2 separate regions of the Mus musculus genome follow, and region 1 is linked to region 2. A link is a contact called in public promoter capture Hi-C data. All regions are on one chromosome and are shown on one strand. The core of a region is the stretch at or near the end of the contact, and the rest is flanking DNA. Distances in the headings are between cores, read along the strand shown.

Region 1 (4,034 bases), core at 552-3,051, 96 kb before region 2:
TGTCAACAGTCATCTCCCACTTCTTTCCTCTTCCCTCCCATAAGCCCCACTCCGTTCCTGAGTGATCTGAGGCTGAGTAGCACTCCCCGTAAGCCATGGGCTGAGGGTACTAACAGAATAAAAACACAGGCCTAGCAGTCTCCACTGTGATAGGCCGGTGCCATGATGCCTGAGTCTTCTTGACTCCTTCACTGTTGAAGAGTGGCAACTGCCTGCTTCCCAGGGCTCTCCACACCACCAGTCCCTTCCTCAGACCTTCCAGGATAGGCTACAAACGCCTCACAGACTGGGAGAGGAGACTACCAGGCGGCAGAGCACCTTGGGATGTGGGTGGATTCCTGAGCATTTCTGGACACATGTAAGATTAACAGACAGGGCCATGTTCCGAGACAGTACCTATTACAAGCTAAGGTAGGAGGGCCAAATGAGTAACGAGAAGGGTAGACTACAGTGCTCAACCTACTGAGACGAGAAAGTCTGAGGGTCAACACTGGGAGAGACCTTGAGCTCTGGACTTCTAAGTCCCAACCATACCCCAAGTTCCACAGCACCTTCTGGAGTACCATGCCCATTCTGTGTACCCCCTGCAGTGACACTCTTGGGGTTACCAAGAGCCCAGACAGACTCCACACAATTGTAACTGTTGTACAATGTTATGTACCTCATCCAATGCAGCTTCCTGGAGACTCACTAACAAATAGAAGACAAGCTCTAAAGAGACATAATGGTAAGTGCTGCAGGTTGGGAGAAGTAAAGTAAGGCAGGTCCCAAGACCTAGTGGGCCTGGGAACCTAACATGGAAGGCACCACTGAATGCTCAGAAGGTCCCAGACAAGGACCTGCACCCTACCCAGGCCTCAAGTATAAGCACAGCCCAATTCCAGAGCCCCAACATACCTCCAGCTCCTAACAGCAACTTGACCCTGAGCCTAGACCCTGTCCCGAGGCTCACACTCAATAAACCGATGTCAGCCCGGGCCTCTACCTCCTCTCAGCCTCACCTTCTGGCTCCAGCACCCTAACCCACAGACCTAGACTCTGACCCGGGCCTTCTATCTCCACCCAAACCACTAGACCAGCACCCGCTACTCTACCCTGACTCCAACTGGAACCTAACCCTGACCCTCACCTGGACCTGGACCTGCACCTCCACCCCTCAACGCACTCTCAATCCAATCAGCACTCGGAGCCACACAGACCTTACCATTGACCCTGATCCTCACCTTCATCTGAGACTAATCCTCATTTCGACCCAAACCCTGATTGGCATCCTACAACGCCCCTCACACTACCCGGTCCCTCAACGCGATCCTCACGCTACCTGGTCACTCGCCTTGATCCGGCCCTAATTCTGACTCTCACCCCGAAACGAATCCTACTCAGACGCGCATCCTACCTCGACTCTCACCCTACCCGGACCCTCACTCCGACACTCGCTCGGTCCCGCACTTAACCATAACCTTCAACACCGTTACCCCAACCCTCAACCCGTCCCGCCACTACCCGGACCCTTAACCCGTTCCGCACTCTACCCCTACCCTCACCCCACCTCAACCTGACGCGCACCAGCCCGCGCCTACCTCGGTGATGATGTCGTGCAGGTAGCGGAACGGTGGCTTGTTGAGCAGCTTCTCGGTGAGCGGCGGCCTCCGGATCACCTTGCCCAGAGCCTCCTGCGTCCGCCGCACCACTGCGGCGTTCATGGCGCTGCCGCCCGCGACCGCTCGCGCCCCTCCTCGCGCGCCGCGCCTCTGCCCGGTGCCCCGAGATGCCCGCCGTCCCGGCGCGCCGGTCTCCCATCCCACAGTGCACCGCAGCTCGCCACCGCGCTTGCGCGTGCCACCAGCACCCGGTCTCTAGGGCCGCGCGGCCTTGGCAACGGACGCGCGCCCGGCCCCGCCCATCCCCTCCGGCCTCTCTAGCTGCTCTGGAGGACACACGCGCTCCGCCTCTGTGGCTGCTTGAACCTGAGCCTGCTCCGCCAACCCGGCGCACCATAGGGCGCTGCACAGCACTGCCCAGAGACCTGGCATTCTGAGTGAGAAAAGAGCGACCATTTGATATTTCTAAGGAGAGCATTTACAGTAACACCCACCAGGAAAATAACACTTCACATAAACTTGGAAAAGGACTTGACTCCTTTCATCCCTTCATTCCTGTTCCCTGCCCAGCATCCCCTGCCTTAGGTAATCTTTAAGATGGTGCCAAGGGGAAGGGTTGTGTCCTTCCACATTTTCTGTGCTCTTGGTTCACCAGAGCGGGCACAAAACTGTGAAGGAGCTAGGCCCTTAGGCTAGGATGCTGCAGCTTTCTGCTACACACACACACACACACACACACACACACACACTTACTTCCCACCTCACCCTCACCACCACCCGAGGCTATGCAGGAGATGCTTCTACTGGATCAGGTGTTGCTGCTGTGCCTGAGGTCTGGAGCTCCTCTGCCCAAACTGGCAGAACCCCAACTAGAACATTGCCCCTGATCTCTCTACCATGGCTACACCCCGAGAGCCAGAATCTTCTTTAAGAGCCCTCTCACTCTGAGCCCCAGCTGGAGTTGGTCTCTGGGGGAGTTCAGAGAGCAGAATTCAGAGAGCAGAAGTCCTGTCTCTAAACACCGCCCCTAAGAACATACCCACCTAGCTCCTACCCTAGAAAGTTCACTCTGAGCAGAATCGTGATGTAGGTGTGGAATGAAAGCTGGAGCCAGCAACTGGCTTGTTTGTGATGCTGGACCAGGTGGTAGGAACTCAGGGTTTTACTTGGAAGATACCTCTGACCTTGGGAATTCTACTGAGGACCTGGAGCCTATGCCATACAACAAAGCGAAGATGATGCTTTATCCTCTCACAGCTTGTGGAGGAGGGCAGAACAGTAAGTGGATCCAAGAACACACACACACACACACACACACACACACACACACACACACACACACGAAGGCCAGAGTACAGTTTTGGCTGCCTTTAGGAGGGCTAACCAACCAGAAGATCTTCAGTCTATCTGGGTATCAAAGTTTTTTAGAAGATCCAGGACAGCAAGTATTGTCAACCAACCCTCTGGGGACTGACCTAGGGGAGGTAACTTTGAAGAGTATAGTTCTATCTTCCAGAGTCTCACCCCTGCCTTTGGTTCAGCCTACCCACCCCCATACTGAAGAAAGACATTCTTCAGTGGACAACATTCTGGTCACCAACGAAGCGGGTCCCAGAAGATATAAGCAATTCCTGGCTTCAAGAAAGATATCTGGAACCCAGACCTCCCCAGAGGAAGGATGCAGAGGCCAGCATGGAGCCATCAGTCTTGGGGGGCAGTCAGCAGAGTAGGGGCTACTAGCCTACATCACCCCCTGAGATGAGGGAGAGAGCAGGAAAGAGTCATTCACAGAAGAAGGTAGCTGAGTAAGAATGGAAAGAGGTTTCTAACTCAAAAGCCCGGCAGGGGAGGCTTTCAACGTGAACAGTTTCTGAGTGAATGAAGGGAATAAGGATGGTTGTGACTCACCCCAGGAAACAGAAGCCACAAAGCAAAGTGGCTTCCAGGCCCTACCTCCCCCAATTGAGAGGCAAACATTCCCAGAGACAAAGACCTGAGGATGCTGAACCTCACATCTGCTGAGAGCCCAGGATGTGGGTCAGGCTTAGCCAAGGGCCTGGATTTAGGTAGCAGGGAAGGAAGCAGGAGTCATGCAGAGATGATAAACCTATCTACTATCTGTCTGCTCATCCACTCCATCTGAATTTCAGATAAAACAGTTTACCATACATTTATAGCAGATAGGTTTTTTTTTTCATTCTTTTATTTGAAATTCAAAACTGAATACCCTGCAGCTTTTGTTCGCTAAGCCTGCAAGCCCTGGTTGTGGCGACCAAAGTGTGTCCATGAAGCAGAGCATCTCCACAAGTGGGAAGCCTCGCCCGTCGCTGCAGTTCCTCGCTTCCCAGGTTAGGGGTACAAAGCAAGGTCCCCACTACTAACTTACAGTCCCAGGTGTTGACACCTCCACTGCTGAGCTTTATATCAGGCTTG
Region 2 (3,953 bases), core at 56-2,555:
AGAGATGGAGTAATGATTAGAGATGTCCATACATATGAGGGAAAGACAGGCCACATGGCAAACACTGCCAGAATTCATGTGGAATGGTGGCCGACGAGTCTATTTGCAGGAGTGGGAAATCAAGTTTAGTGTGGTGATTTGAATATGCTTGGCCCTCAGAGTGGCACTATTAGGAGGTGTGGCCTTGTTGGAAGAGGTGTGATCTAATTGGTGGAAGTGTGTCACTTTAGGGGTGGGCTTCAAGACCCTCCTCCTACCTGCCTGAGGAAAGTCTGCTCCTGGCTTCCTTTGGATGAAAATGTAGAACTCTCAGGTCCTCCAACGCCGTGCCTACTTGAATGCTGCCATGCTTCCTGCCATGATGATAAAGGACTGTATCTCTAAACCTGTAAGCTAGCCCCAATTGTTGTCTTTTATAAGAGTTTCCTAGGTCATGGAGTCTGTTCACAGCAATGGAAACCCTAAGACACTTAGCAAGAGCTGCTTTAAAAACATAGTGATATCAAGTTGGGATGGGCTGAGAAGTGTATGAGATATATGGACAAAAGACAAAGTGCTGTTATTTCAAAATCCTACATCTGTCAAGGAAGAGACAGTTCTGTCTGAGTGCAGTAAAAACTTCAAACAGTGGCTTGGAGGTCAGCTGGGTGGATCCACCTATTGCAGCTAGAGAATATCTGGTCTACATTTGCAAGGAAGCAATGACTTGTTACCTACTGCACCAAGAAGTCCACACAACACTGGCAAAAAAACCAAAAACAACAACAAACAAAAAAAACAGGTAAGGTGGTGTTGGAAAGGGCTGGTAGGATTGGGGTGTGTAGTCAATAAATTTGGGTACCTTTAAGGAAGTGAAGTCTTTGTGGATTGTATGGTAGGAAGAGGAATTAATTCCATGAGTGGCTCTTTTCTGAGACCAGGGAAAATACACAACACAACTTTGTAATTGGTAAAGCGTCATAAATTTGGTGGCTGAGATGAGGGATGTTTGTCACTTTTGTGGCTTGGCCAGTGATGGTGTTTTTTTCTGGTCTCTATCCCAGTGGGACAGCTGAGACCCCGCTGGGCGCCATCCTGCTCCCGGGCGGTCAGAAGGTGCTTTGCCTGCTCGGTCACACAGGGAACAGTGGACAGGTGCAGACCCGCCTCTCCGGCCAAAAGCCTGTCTGGATGTCAGGCTCGGCGCCACTCCTCCCTTCTTTCCGGGGAAACGCCATAACAATTTATCACGGGACCTAATGCCCAGGCCAAGAGCGCCCGTGCGCTTGCGCAGCCCACCCCCGCCCCGCCCCCGCGCGTAGCACTCTGGGGCGGCGGCTGGGCGGCGCGCGATTGGCAGGGTCTCCCGCGGTGAGTGACGGCGCCGCCGCCGCCGCCGCCGCCCAGGGTAGCGCGGAGCCTCCGCTCCACTGCCCCGCCGCCATGGACCTCTTCGGGGACCTGCCGGAGCCCGAGCGCGCGCCGCGGCCATCTGCCGGTAAGCGGCGCGGGGGAAAAGGGCGGCGCCGGGATGCGCTGCCTCCGCCATCTTCGCGCCACCGCCGCCTCAGTCTCGGCCTGTGGCTCCCGAGGCCGCAGCGACCGCGCGGTCCCTGTCCAGGCCTCGCGTGGCACACGCACGAAGTCCCGCGCCGAAGGGTCGGGGCACTCTGGCTTTAATTTGGCTACAGCAAGACTCCCAGCGGAATGTCCTGGTCCCGGGCCTGTTTGCGTCCTGGAAACCCCGAGAACTTAACAAGTTTCCGACTTCCAGCCCCTTGGTGCGGGGCGCCTGCACAGCCAATGCAGGGCGCTACGGCTAGATAACCGAGGCCGGGGATGGGGGGTGGCGTCTGCAGCCCACGTTTTGGGAAGGTCTTTGGCACGGAATAGGAAGGTGAAGAGGACCCAGCCTTTGCCTTCAGAGAGTTCAGTTCTGATCGCAGAGGCATAGGTTAAAAACCGTGGGAAACGCCAAGCGTCCGGAGTAACGGTACCCGAAGACTAGTGAGAAAGACCTGGGAAGGAGGCGGCCTTTAGCGAGGGCTTCGGCTGATGGTTTCCAGAGATTCTAGGCAAGGAAACAATGTTCAAAAGTGGGAGGGCTCAGATCTCCAGCTTGGCAGAGCGGGACGGGCTAGCATGGAAGAATGCTGGAGCTTGGGGTTATGAGAAGGTATTGACCTGTCCTCTTCACACCTGTGCTTTGGTTTTTAACCTGCGCACCTCCAGACTCCTGAGATGCTTTGTAGTGTCCTCTTTTTGCAGTTGTTCCTGGTAGTGGCACCGTTACGTACCCCCACCAACCACTCTGATGGTACAGAAGCTTCTAAGTAACTAGGCCTTGAGACTGAGTTTGATTCAGCCATGCTTTTTGAAGATAACCACCGTTACAGTTGTGAGTAAAGCTGGCCTCATACAGGCAGCCTTGCATCTGTCACTGGAGTATAACCTGTGTCTGAATGTGCTCGGACCAGAGTTTGGATTGCCAGATGTGCCTAGAAATCTGTCATCATTAGTAGTCCCTATTGCTTTTTATCCAAAGTTATTTTGGGTCTTCTCCGTGGTCAAGGCTCTCTTGACATGACCTAAAACCTTAAACTCAACTTGGGACTTAGCAGATACATGCGTTCCCCATGCCCCTTCCCTCCCTCCCTCTCTCCCCCTCTCCCCCCCAAACATATTGAGTAATCTGAAATAAACTCACTCCTATCCACTACAGGGGGTGGGGGAGACACAAAAACACATTCCAAGAATAATTATGTGTTTTGAAGAAACTGAGGTCACAAGACTCTTGTCTTGTTTTCTCACAGGCACTTAGAATTCTCCTCACAGGACTCCATTCTCAGACCATGTTCCGACACCATACTTTGCTTTAGTAAATGGTGTTGGTTGTTATGTAGTCATAAGAATAAGACTAAATTGCATACTGACCCTGCTCATGCATGGGTAAGTATAACAAATTTTCCAAAATAGTACTGGGAGCAATTAAGAAATAAGTCTAGTCATTTTCACATACTATAGGAAGATGTGTGGACAATGGAAACTGCTGTGTCTTCAGATCAAGCTTTGCACTGCCTTTGACCTTCAGGAACCGCTGGCAAATGTGTGTAATAAGTGATGCCTCCTGCAGATACTATGTGGAATAAAGAGAACCTGTGCGTTTGGTAGAATGCATGGCCCAGGTTCGATTCTATGGTCAGGGATTTGTAGATGATGGCTGGTGACATCCCTAGGATCTGCACTGTAACCACAACATAAAGGGACAGTTGTACTGATTCTGTAGAAAGTATGAGGTGTGTGGCATATGGCGCCACCACTCAGCACAGCAGCCATGTTTTGTTTCATTCTTTTGGTTGTGTGTTTTTTTTGTTTTTGTTTTTTTTTAAGTATCACATCTTATCTTCATACCCACAAGACAAATTTTTATAACCTGGAATAAGTATGTAGAAAGTATGTGTTTTATGTCTACAGATATTGTACTGAATTCCAGCTTCACTCCAGGACTTAAGAGATTTTGATAGTTGAGTATATCAATTTAAAATAACAATCAATCTTTTGCAGAAAGGAATTATACCTATTTTCTATCAGTAGTGGAACTTATAGATACATAAAATGCTGGCATAGATTGTTTGGTTACATAGAGTGGTTCACTTGTTTGCTTGTTAGAACATTTTGTTCAAAGCTGCTGGTCAGGCTAGAGCGAGAGCACATGGTAGAACACCTGCCTAGCATGTGTAAGGCCCTGGGTCCAGAGCTGGTACCAAGACAAAGCACCTGATGGTCAGCCTGGCGCTATTACTCAGCGCAAGAGCACATACTTAGCATGAAAAATCTTGAGTCTAGTCCTTAGCACCTCAAATAAAACTGATGTTTAATTGTCAAGGGCTATTTGCTCACCAGAGTAACTTAAACGTATGAAATTTAGGAGCCGGGGTGAAGACACATGTCTATAATCTCAGCAATTAAAGTAT

Evidence for each region. Capture Hi-C pulls out chosen DNA fragments and counts their contacts.
Region 1: a promoter capture Hi-C map of adipose tissue shows a contact between it and region 2. The contact joins the promoter of Traf3ip1 here to the promoter of Ilkap in region 2. A contact is called at or near these places in 12 of 39 promoter capture datasets (3T3-L1-derived adipocytes, the C10 cell line, the HPC-7 cell line and 7 more), 1 of 15 datasets of contacts at CTCF or cohesin (the NIH/3T3 cell line), 4 of 484 Hi-C or Micro-C datasets (CD4 T cells, the HPC-7 cell line and embryonic stem cells), 11 of 115 datasets of contacts at active chromatin or transcription factors (the 3134 cell line, the HPC-7 cell line, the SCID.adh cell line and 7 more) and 4 of 9 other capture datasets (adipose tissue, liver, macrophages and 1 more).

Annotation. Positions count from the first base shown.
Region 1 is chr1:91,492,435-91,496,468 of GRCm38.p6, reverse strand. Traf3ip1 (TRAF3 interacting protein 1) reads right to left here and starts at 1,801. Exons shown (of 15, transcript NM_028718.2): 1 at 1,581-1,801. The coding sequence starts at 1,703.
Region 2 is chr1:91,396,175-91,400,127 of GRCm38.p6, reverse strand. It overlaps Ilkap (integrin-linked kinase-associated serine/threonine phosphatase 2C), which reads left to right and starts at 1,305. Exons shown (of 12, transcript NM_023343.3): 1 at 1,305-1,477. The coding sequence starts at 1,423.